Regions from separate parts of the Mus musculus genome. Here region 2 is linked to region 1. A link is a contact called in public Hi-C data. All regions are on one chromosome and are shown on one strand. Each heading gives the region's core, a stretch centred on a gene start, on an enhancer-like site or on the middle of the called end of the contact. The rest is flanking DNA. Distances are from core to core; before and after follow the strand shown. Region 1 has its middle 87 kb from the start of Gm31066. Region 2 holds the start of Gli3 (GLI-Kruppel family member GLI3).

The links. Hi-C and Micro-C count contacts between places; a contact is called where the count stands out from the background.
Region 2: a Hi-C map of uterus shows a contact between it and region 1, with 6 times the contacts expected there. The contact joins the promoter of Gli3 here to the enhancer-like site in region 1. A contact is called at or near these places in 1 of 39 promoter capture datasets (cranial neural crest), 2 of 484 Hi-C or Micro-C datasets (stem cell-derived neural stem cells and uterus) and 2 of 115 datasets of contacts at active chromatin or transcription factors (cardiomyocytes and embryonic limb bud).

Annotation. Positions count from the first base shown.
Region 1 is chr13:15,104,469-15,109,113 of GRCm38.p6, forward strand. It overlaps the pseudogene Gm9512. Among named protein-coding and RNA genes, the nearest start is that of Gm31066, 87 kb to the left of the region's middle. Within about 2 kb of position 3,388, at least 18 of the 459 cell types and tissues checked have an H3K27ac peak or open chromatin away from gene starts, as enhancers often do. A contact at or near this core is called in uterus, where this site is marked.
Region 2 is chr13:15,461,012-15,465,322 of GRCm38.p6, forward strand. Gli3 (GLI-Kruppel family member GLI3) reads left to right here and starts at 2,712. Exons shown (of 15, transcript NM_008130.3): 1 at 2,712-3,100. It overlaps Gm6556 (a long non-coding RNA gene), which reads right to left and starts at 3,607. Exons shown (of 1, transcript XR_001780862.2): 1 at 1-3,607.

The sequences.
Region 1 (4,645 bases), core at 2,138-4,637:
TTTTGGAGTCGGTGTTCATTGGTGCCCACAGACCTCCAAGCATTACATACTATTATGATTGCTCCTGATAAACCTCCAGAACCTAATTGTAGGGCCCTTTTGCTAACACCACATGCTTGAGTCACAGAACATGAGACAATAAATATGTCTAATAATCAAAAACTGATAACTACATATCACCCTATAAAAATGAATAAGTGTATTATATTATATTCATATAAAGGAACAACATTCATACTCAGGAGTAAGTGAACCACTGCCACAGACTCATGCACAAATGAAGAGTAATAATTTTTCCAACAAGCATAATGATAAGTGATAGGTAAAAAAAAAAAAAAAAAAAAAAAACGGCACACTACTTGTATTTATTTTTTGTTGGATATTTTCTTTATTTACATTTCAAATGTTATCTCCTTTCCTGGCTTCCCTCCCTCCCTGAAAAAACCCTATCACATCCTCCTTTCCCCTGCTTCTATGAGGGTGTTCCTCTATTTACCCACCCACTACCACCTCCCTGCCCTCGATTCCCCTACACTGGGCATCTATCGAGCCTTCATAGGACAAAGGACCTCTCTTTCCATTGATGCATGACAAGGCCATCCTCTGCTACATATGCAACTGGAGCCATGTGTACTCCTTTGTTGATGGCTTAGGCTCTGGGAGCTCTGGGGACTCTGGTTGCTTGACACAGTTGTTCTTCCTATTGGGTTGCAAACCCTTCAGCTCCTTCAGTCCTTTCTCTAACTCCTCCATTCGGAAACCTGTGCTCAGTTCAATGGTTGGCTGAGAGCATCCACCTATGTACTTGTCAGGCTCTGGTAGAGCCTCTCAGGAGACAGCCAAATCGGACTCATGTCAGCAAGCACTTCTTAACATCTGCAGTAGCGTCTGGGTTTGGTGACTGTGTATGGGATGGATCCCTAAGTGGGGCAGTGTCTGGATGGCCTTTCCTTCAGTCTCTGCTCCACACTTTGTCTCTGAATTTCCTCCTGTGAGTATTTAGTTCCCTCCTCTAAGAAGGACTGAAGCATCCACACTTTGGTCTTCCTTCTTCTTGAGCTTCATATGGTCTGTGAATTGTATCTTGGGTATTCCAAGCATTTGGGCTAATATCAATTTATGAGTGAGTGCATACCATATGTTTTCTTTTGTGATTGGGTTACCTCACTCAGTATATTTTCTAGTTCCATGCATTTGTCTAAGAATTTAATGAATTCATCATTTTAAGAGCTGAGTAGTACTCCATTGTGTAAATGTATCACGTTTTCTATATCCATTCCTCTGTTGAAGGACATCTGGGTTCTTTCCAGCTCCAGGCTATCATAAATAAGGCTGCTATGAACATAGAGGAGCATGGAACACTACTTTTAAAAGTTCAACAATCATCAAAATTAACAACATGATAAAATCCACATCACCAGCGTTGGAGGGGGGACTTATATTGTACCCTAATATTGTGAACCTAAGAGACACAGCAATACTTCTGTGGCAAATCTGCACAAATATATGATGGAAATATAATTGCAAAGAAGTAAGAAATAAACCAATTTGGACAGATAGCCTGCACAAACTAAGAAACTGCTTCATTTTAAAGAACCTAAAGAGACAAAGATCTAAATGCAAAGGTTTGATCAGTGTTTGTTGACTAGTTCATACAAAAGTGAAAGCAAGTAGGAATATATACAATTACAATTGCTATAAGGATGAACTATAAAGGTACAATAAGTGGTGTTCACATGTCAGTTGCAACCAGCAACTGTTTAATTGGACTTCAGTCCCACCAAACAGGAGGGAATCCATTTCTGGTACTGGAAAGCTAGCCAGCTTACTGAGGTTAGTGAGGTCATAAATCTTAGAACACAGGCTATTCACCACCAGTTCTCTTGACTGGTATAATTTTTACTACATTCTAAATCTTACCACTATATTCTCAGATAAGTATAGCTACCATCCCTCCTCAGAGAAGCCTCTCTTTAAAACAAATAGAGACCATCACAGAAAAACACAACAGGAAAAAGTGTAGAAATCAACCCATCATGGTGGAGCCCAGCCCCAAGTGGTAGATCCACACATCACAGCTCATGTGTTTACGGCTCAGGAAATATTGCCAAAAAGGGAAAGCGTTGTAGAGTTCCTTCCATTGTATAGCCCTACTATCATCAGTCAGATTTATGTCCTTGTATGCAATAGAAAACCTGGGCATGAATATGAGGCAAGCACCCAGGTCCCAATGTGGTGCTCCATTTCCAATTTACAGCTATTGTCAAAACTCCATCTTTAGAGGAGGCTATTGGCACATAGCTTATAGCGACCTGAAGCTCACCATCCTCCTGCCTCAGTCTTGTCAATGGCAGGAATACAGGCATGCACAACTATGCTCACTGTTATTCAATTCTGATAGGTTTGAGAGGTTCAGTATGAATAGAGAGTGTAGTTAGATTACAAACAACGTTTCGAGACGTTTTCTTTTACATGGGACAGAACAGCAAGAGTTGATAAAGTCTTACCTCTAAGATGTTTTTTAAATACATGTTCAAGTTTCAATAAGGCTTGTGCCCATTGAACACACATTAGGGTTCAGTTTCTCGGTGCTCACTGTTGGGAAGCAGGTCTGTGAGAGGAGTTTGAATGTAGGGAAAGCAAGGCCCTCAGAAAACAATTGAGTTCACACTCTCAAACAGTAGCATAAATAAACTTTAAAGTGGGTTGTTGTGACACAAGGTCATACCTCAAACATTTCTATTCCAGTACCATTATCCTTCTCCTTTCTACCTGAGATCTGCTGGTGCCCTGCCCTTGAATTCATAGAAACATGAGATAAAGCAAGTCTATTTCCTTAAGTTCTCACAATCCTGTTTCAGTAAGAGAAAAGAAACTAAGATAATGAATTTGAAGATGCTAGTATTGTCTAAGAATCCCTGATGAAGCGATCATTTTCATTTTCTACGACCTCAGTTTGTGGTACTTTCAGTTTGATATTCAGAGTCCTCCAAGTGCAGGCAACACCTCCTGGCTTCACCTTCAGAACAGCGGCATCCTAAAATGCCCAGACAGCTTTGGAGATTGGAGCATTGCCACCACCTGTGCTTTATTTCTTTCAGACACACTATCAGGGCACTGCAAAAGCTTTGCAGCGATATTCCTGGAGGTCTGGAGTTTAAAAGTCTTTTCCCTCTTAGATAAGAGGGAAAGGGAGCAAAGCGGAGCACATTTTGCTCCTTTTGAAATCAAGGACAAAGGGTAAAGAAAATGCTTTTACAGTTCTGTTTAGCCATGCTAGTTTGTTAGAGGAAAGTTGTTTAAAGCCGGCCTCTGCTCAATCCAAATCCCTGTTTAGATAGCACAGTCATCTCTCCCTGATCCAGCTACTCCCAGGCTGCGTTAGCCTCCCCCTCCATTCCTGTCTTGAGGTCAGGAAGTGAGTCTCTTGAACTCATGCTATTTTGACAGAGAGCTTAAGGATACCTTAACCCAGCAACGCTGGATGAAGGGTGAGAGGACCCTGGGTCCAATGTGCCAGCCCTGACATGTTTAGCTCAGCTCCCTAATTGAGAAGCTCCCCACAAGCCTCCAAGGAGCTGCCGTGTCCTAGAGTTGGGAGTAGATTTTTCTCTTCTCATCTGGATAATAAGATTTTCCAGGTCACCAAAGCCACGGAGGCTTGGAAAACAAAGCCTTCTTTGTTAAACAAAGCAAGTTGTATTAAGACTTTCTGTCTTTGAGTTTAGGTAAATGACCCAAAAACATCATCAAATGATTGTGACTCTCGAGGGATCTTCATGAAAAAAAAGGGGGCACCCTGTGAACCCTGAGAAGCTAAGAAGACTGCTTTTAGTTCAAATCCCTTCTTTGAAAGATGTAAAGTTGGGGGCTTTGTTCCAAAGAATTCAGAGAAATACCACAGAGCCAAAAGCAGCAACAGACTCCCTATAAAGCCTGAGAATTTTAAATGCATTTGTTTTTCCAGCGTTAATATGACAGATTCATATTTTATATAAACTCAAGAAGTAGCCAGCATTGTCATGTAAGCAGAATTCAGTGAGGTTTTCTTTTTTACTTTAGTGGTGTGCTCTGCTCTGTATCAATTAAGATTTCTTAGCCAAGGAAGGGAGCCAGAAAAATTTTGACAACTAGAAAACTGTATTTCCACATAAATGTGGCATGATCTCAATTTCTAACGAACATAGCAAGATAATGTACTCTGTTAGATACAGGAAGTTATTTTCTACTGTGTCATTATGAGCCCTGGCAAACCATGGCAACCAAGAAGAAATAACCTTAAATGCATAACTCTGAGAGTTCTTCCAATAGGCTTTGAGACTTGAACATGAGTGTATTTGATCTCTTGAGTAGAAAGGAACCTGAATTAAGAGATCTATTGAAAATAAGACATGCCTGTTGAACACAGACAGCTGCCTCACCCCCTACAAAAAGCTATTTGGCAGTAGTGAAATACTTATGTGAATCTTCGTGAGACTTGTATTACAAGAAGTTGGAAGTTTATAAGATACCTTCTAGTATAAGATACAGTGGCATCCCACTGTTATTTGAATCTAAAATGTCTGTCCCCCTTCCCCCACAATGTCCTCCTAGTGTACACTACCACGCAGACAGGCTTGTGTTTTAAACAGGCTAGTCCTGAACT
Region 2 (4,311 bases), core at 1,462-3,961, 360 kb after region 1:
TTATATAACCCAGGACCATCAGCCTAAGTGTGAAACTGCCCCGTAGTGGGCTGGGCCCTCTCACATCAACTGTTAATCAAAAAATTTACTATAGGTGAATCTTATGGAATATTTTCTCAATTGAATGTCCCTTTTCCCAAATGACTCTAGGTAGTGTCAAGTTGACAAAAAAAACTAACATAGAGGACTTATGACATTAAAATTTCCCAAGAGATTTGTAGTTGAAATGACTAGTGATGAGGTAAGGCAGGAATGACTGTATAAGAGTGGGATTCAGATGGATTAAGGAACAGTCTCTTCCCTATGCATCCTACCTAATGGCTCCTTAATTAACAGAAGTCCCTCTACTGAGTTAAGAGATAACTTAGGAGCCTCTGCAGGACAGGAGGTGGGTGATGCATAAGATTTAAGGTTCCAATTTTAAGGACACCCCACCTTCAAGAATTCCTCTTGTTTCATTTTGGGATTTGTATCCAAGATTTCCCTGGGCAAAAGAGTTATGAAGCTAACATGTATTGAAACTCCATGACATTATTTAACTCACAGCGAGGCAATTTTTTTTTTTTCTTTACCATTTCTGTAAACCATGTTCACGTGCATGCGTTTGTCAGCCAATCTGAGTTGCCCACCTCTCCTAAGGTGAGGGAATCAAAGTTTAGGATGCAAAGCGGAGTTCCTTCTTGGTTATTAGCTAAGTTCTGATAGCGTGGTGGGAAGGAAGCTTTGCAATGTTTTTCTTTGTTCCAGTGTTTTTTAGAACCCCAAATCAAGATCTTTATGACTCAGAATGTGCTGCGAGACTGTAAGAAGTAAAAGTCAAAATTTATATTTTATGCCCGGTGATTTATGGGCTGTCCCTTTTGCCACTGGATAAGCAGAGAAAACTATCAGGATGCAGTATTTACATTCTCGCGGTGGAGGCAGCAGCAGCCCCAAATGCCAGAAACAATGTATCTGACATTAATGAAACACACCATCCCTCTGACTAACTTGAAATACCAAAAAGGAAAATAGTTCTCACACACGATGTCGTCTTTTATAACTTTGCAGGTATAATCTCACTGGAGATCCATAGCCGTCCCGGGACTTAGGAGGACTGCATTTTCTCGCTCATCTACTGTGGGCTCAGAGTCTACAGAGGCTGAGGGAATACTCTGGGGCCTGGGGCCAGTTACTGAGGGGAGGGTTGGGGCTACCTCTGTTGATATTCCTGCACTCCGAGATGAGTGAAGGATGTTTCACTCTTTGCCTTACAGAGTGTTGTAGCGGAGAGAAAGCTTAAAAATGGCTAAGAAGTGTCTGGAGCCCCACACTGAAAGCTTAAGTCACTCTCTGCTTTTGTCTTTGTCATAAGCAACAAGTCACCAGAAACAAATAACGAATACACTGTCAATTCCGTTAAAAATTTTCCCCAGTTTAGCACGTGAATTTCAAAATGTTCTTCAAATTATTATAGCTATTCATCCACCCACTCTGCCTTCAAGACGGCTGCCACAGAGCACCCTGAGCACCAAGGCACTCCTGGTGGGCCAACTGCTTACTCCGGTATTCTGGAATGTCTCTTGGGTTTTCTTCTTTCTTCCACCCCCTTGAAATCCTCCCTTTCAAGTAACAGGTTGGGGTGAGTACCTGGATGGGGAGAGAGAGATGAGTGCACTGGCCCGTTGAAGTAACATGGGTCTTTTAAAAGAAACCAAGGACAGGCACTCTGCATCTTAAGGAAAAGAACCCCGTGCAAGTCAGGGTTCTCAGCTCAAGTCCCGGTTCCCAGCTCGGGTCTTTGTGTTCTTTGCAAAGTGGCCCACGGGGACAGTAGGCTGTACGGCGAGACGTCCCAAACGGAGTTTAACGCAACGGGGAGGAAAGTCTTCAACTTTCAAAAGCATCATCCCGCGAGAGGAAGTTTCAGGCTTGGCCTAGGGAAAAGTACCAGGAGGTGTGCGGGGGTGGGGCAGTGGCGATCTGAGAGGTCTCTAGAGAAGGAAGGGGAGTCCAGCCCGAGAGCGGAGTTGGGGGGGGGGGGGGCGAAGAGAGGCGGCATGGGCGAAGCGCCCGGCAGCGCGCGAGCCCCGGCTGCTCGGCTGCGCGGGAGCGCAGGCCTGGAGGGCTCGGGTGACATCACCCGCGGGCCCCTTCCTCCTGCCGGGTGGGTGGGGCCTGGCGCGCCGCGCGGGCGCGGGGTCAAGGAGGGGGAAGAGGAGGAGCAGGCCTGGATGTGTCTGTGTGAGGACCCGGGAGGGGCGGAGGCGGTGGAGCGCGTGGCTCCCGGCTGCCCGCGCCAGCCCTGCCCGGCCCGACGCGCGGCCTCAGTGCCGCCCCTCAGCGCAGCGCCCTGGGATCCGCGCGCGCGGAGCGGGACCCCGCCGGGCGCGGCCTGGAAAGGAGCGGGAAAGCAAAGTAAGGCGAGCAGTCTTCCCAAGTTTTTAAACCAACTTCGCCCCCTGCGGCGGCGGCGGCGGCGGCGGCGGCGGCGTCGTCCCGCGGCTCGGCGCGTCCCCCCCAGCGCTCCTCCGAGTGGCGGAAATTAGAGGGACGGGGCGGGGGTGGGGGCGCGCGAGGGAAGAAGGAGCCGGGAAGGAGAGCAGAGTCTGACCACATCTGTGAAAACTTGGGGAAGGAGGGCGGGGAGGAGGAGGAGCGCAGGAGCGCGCGGAGGGGAGCGCGAAGGGCGCGCGCGGCGGAGCTCAACTTTTGCAACCGGGGCGCTCGGCCTGGACGGGCCCTTAGTCGTTGAAAAGTCGACTTGACGGTCGGGGGGCTCCTTTCTTTCTCTTTCTCCTCCCACCCGCGGTTGAACCAAATCAGAACTGTCACTCAGGGCCGGTGACTCAGAGGGATCAGATTACAGGATCCCTGAAACTGATGCGCGGGCTGCAGCGGCGGGAGGGAGCGGACCGGGCCGCACCGCCGGCGCCCGCACACTCGTCCGCCCGCCCGCCGCTCCCCTCCTCGCCCGCTCGCCCCGTCGCCGGCCCACGCCACACCATGCCCGCCGGGGCCGCACGCTGGGATCAGTCAGGCCATCCACGGTAGCCCGAGTCCGCCTGCCGCTCCGCCGGCGCAGGTCTGTGGATTTGGGACCTGACAGCCAAAGCCGCAGGTACGTCCCGCCTGAAGTTCTTTGTTTTGCGGGCCCCGCAGCCCTCCCTGTCGAGCTTCCCGGCGGCGTCGGAGCGGCTTGTGTGCGCTCGCGCCTTCCCGCGCTCTCGGGGATCGGGTCTCGGCTCTCCGGACTGCAGAGCTCCTGCCCCAGGGCGCGCGGACCAAGTTTGCAGCGGCGGCGTCCGTGCCTACTTCTCGCCAAGTGCTGCGCAGAGCTCCGGGAGTCCGGAGCTGCGGCTGGTCCTCGCGCCCCCGCAAGCCGCAGCTTGGCTTGCGCGCAGCGCCTGGGGATGCGCCGAGCCGCCGCTGCCCCGCTCTCCAGGGTCCCGCCTTCACTTCTGAGGGTGGGGGTGCGGGGTGAGCGGATGGAGGGCGCGCCTCCGCGGTGGGAGAGGAAAAGTGAAAGTTGTGCCATCTGTGCGTGATTTGGAACTCTGTCTCTTCCTTTCCAGAGGTAGAGCAGAAAGAAAGAAAAGAGAAAGAAAGAAAAGTAGCCGTGGCCCTTGCGGTAACCAAGAGGCCGAATTTGCACAGAGCAGAGTTGGGTACGGATCACTCTACTCTGCTGGGGACACTTAACTTTCTGGAGTTGCAGTGGGACCCCGAGGATGTGGCAGAGTTAATATTGATCATACATTTGAATAGTTGGTGAAGCGACTTTTCAGCAGATGGCCACATGCCCTCACACTCGGCCCGGCCTTTGCTTATTATCCTTTGATGAACTTAGTATCCTTCTGTGAACTTTGTGCCTGTGTCCCGGAGTGCACCTTTTTGAGTACCAAGCCATACCCCCCCTCCCCCCAGGCTTTCTTGGCTGTGTGTGTGTAAAGACCACTTAGGGAAGTTTCCTGCACCGCGTTTACCCTTTCTCCTCCCCCAACTTGGTTGTAGATTCTGGCCTTGGGTACAGTGCTCATGGCCCTCTGCCAGTTTATATGTACATATATTTATGTAAAACATTTTCTCCCAGCTCTGTGCCAGCTGTTCCACATTTTCCAGCTGCCACTTCAGTTTGAAATGATGGACTGTCGTCCTCAAGTAAAAGAACTCTTTAGTCCGAGGTATGGAGGGCCGGCCGCTGTGCAAATACAGGGGCAGTGCCATTAGCCCCGCTGGTATTATTAGTTCCAAAAACACCTCGTGCCCTTCTTTTCCTCTCCTTCTCCTCCTCAATTACAGCTTTTCACAGCCCAGTACGTGCACTCTGCT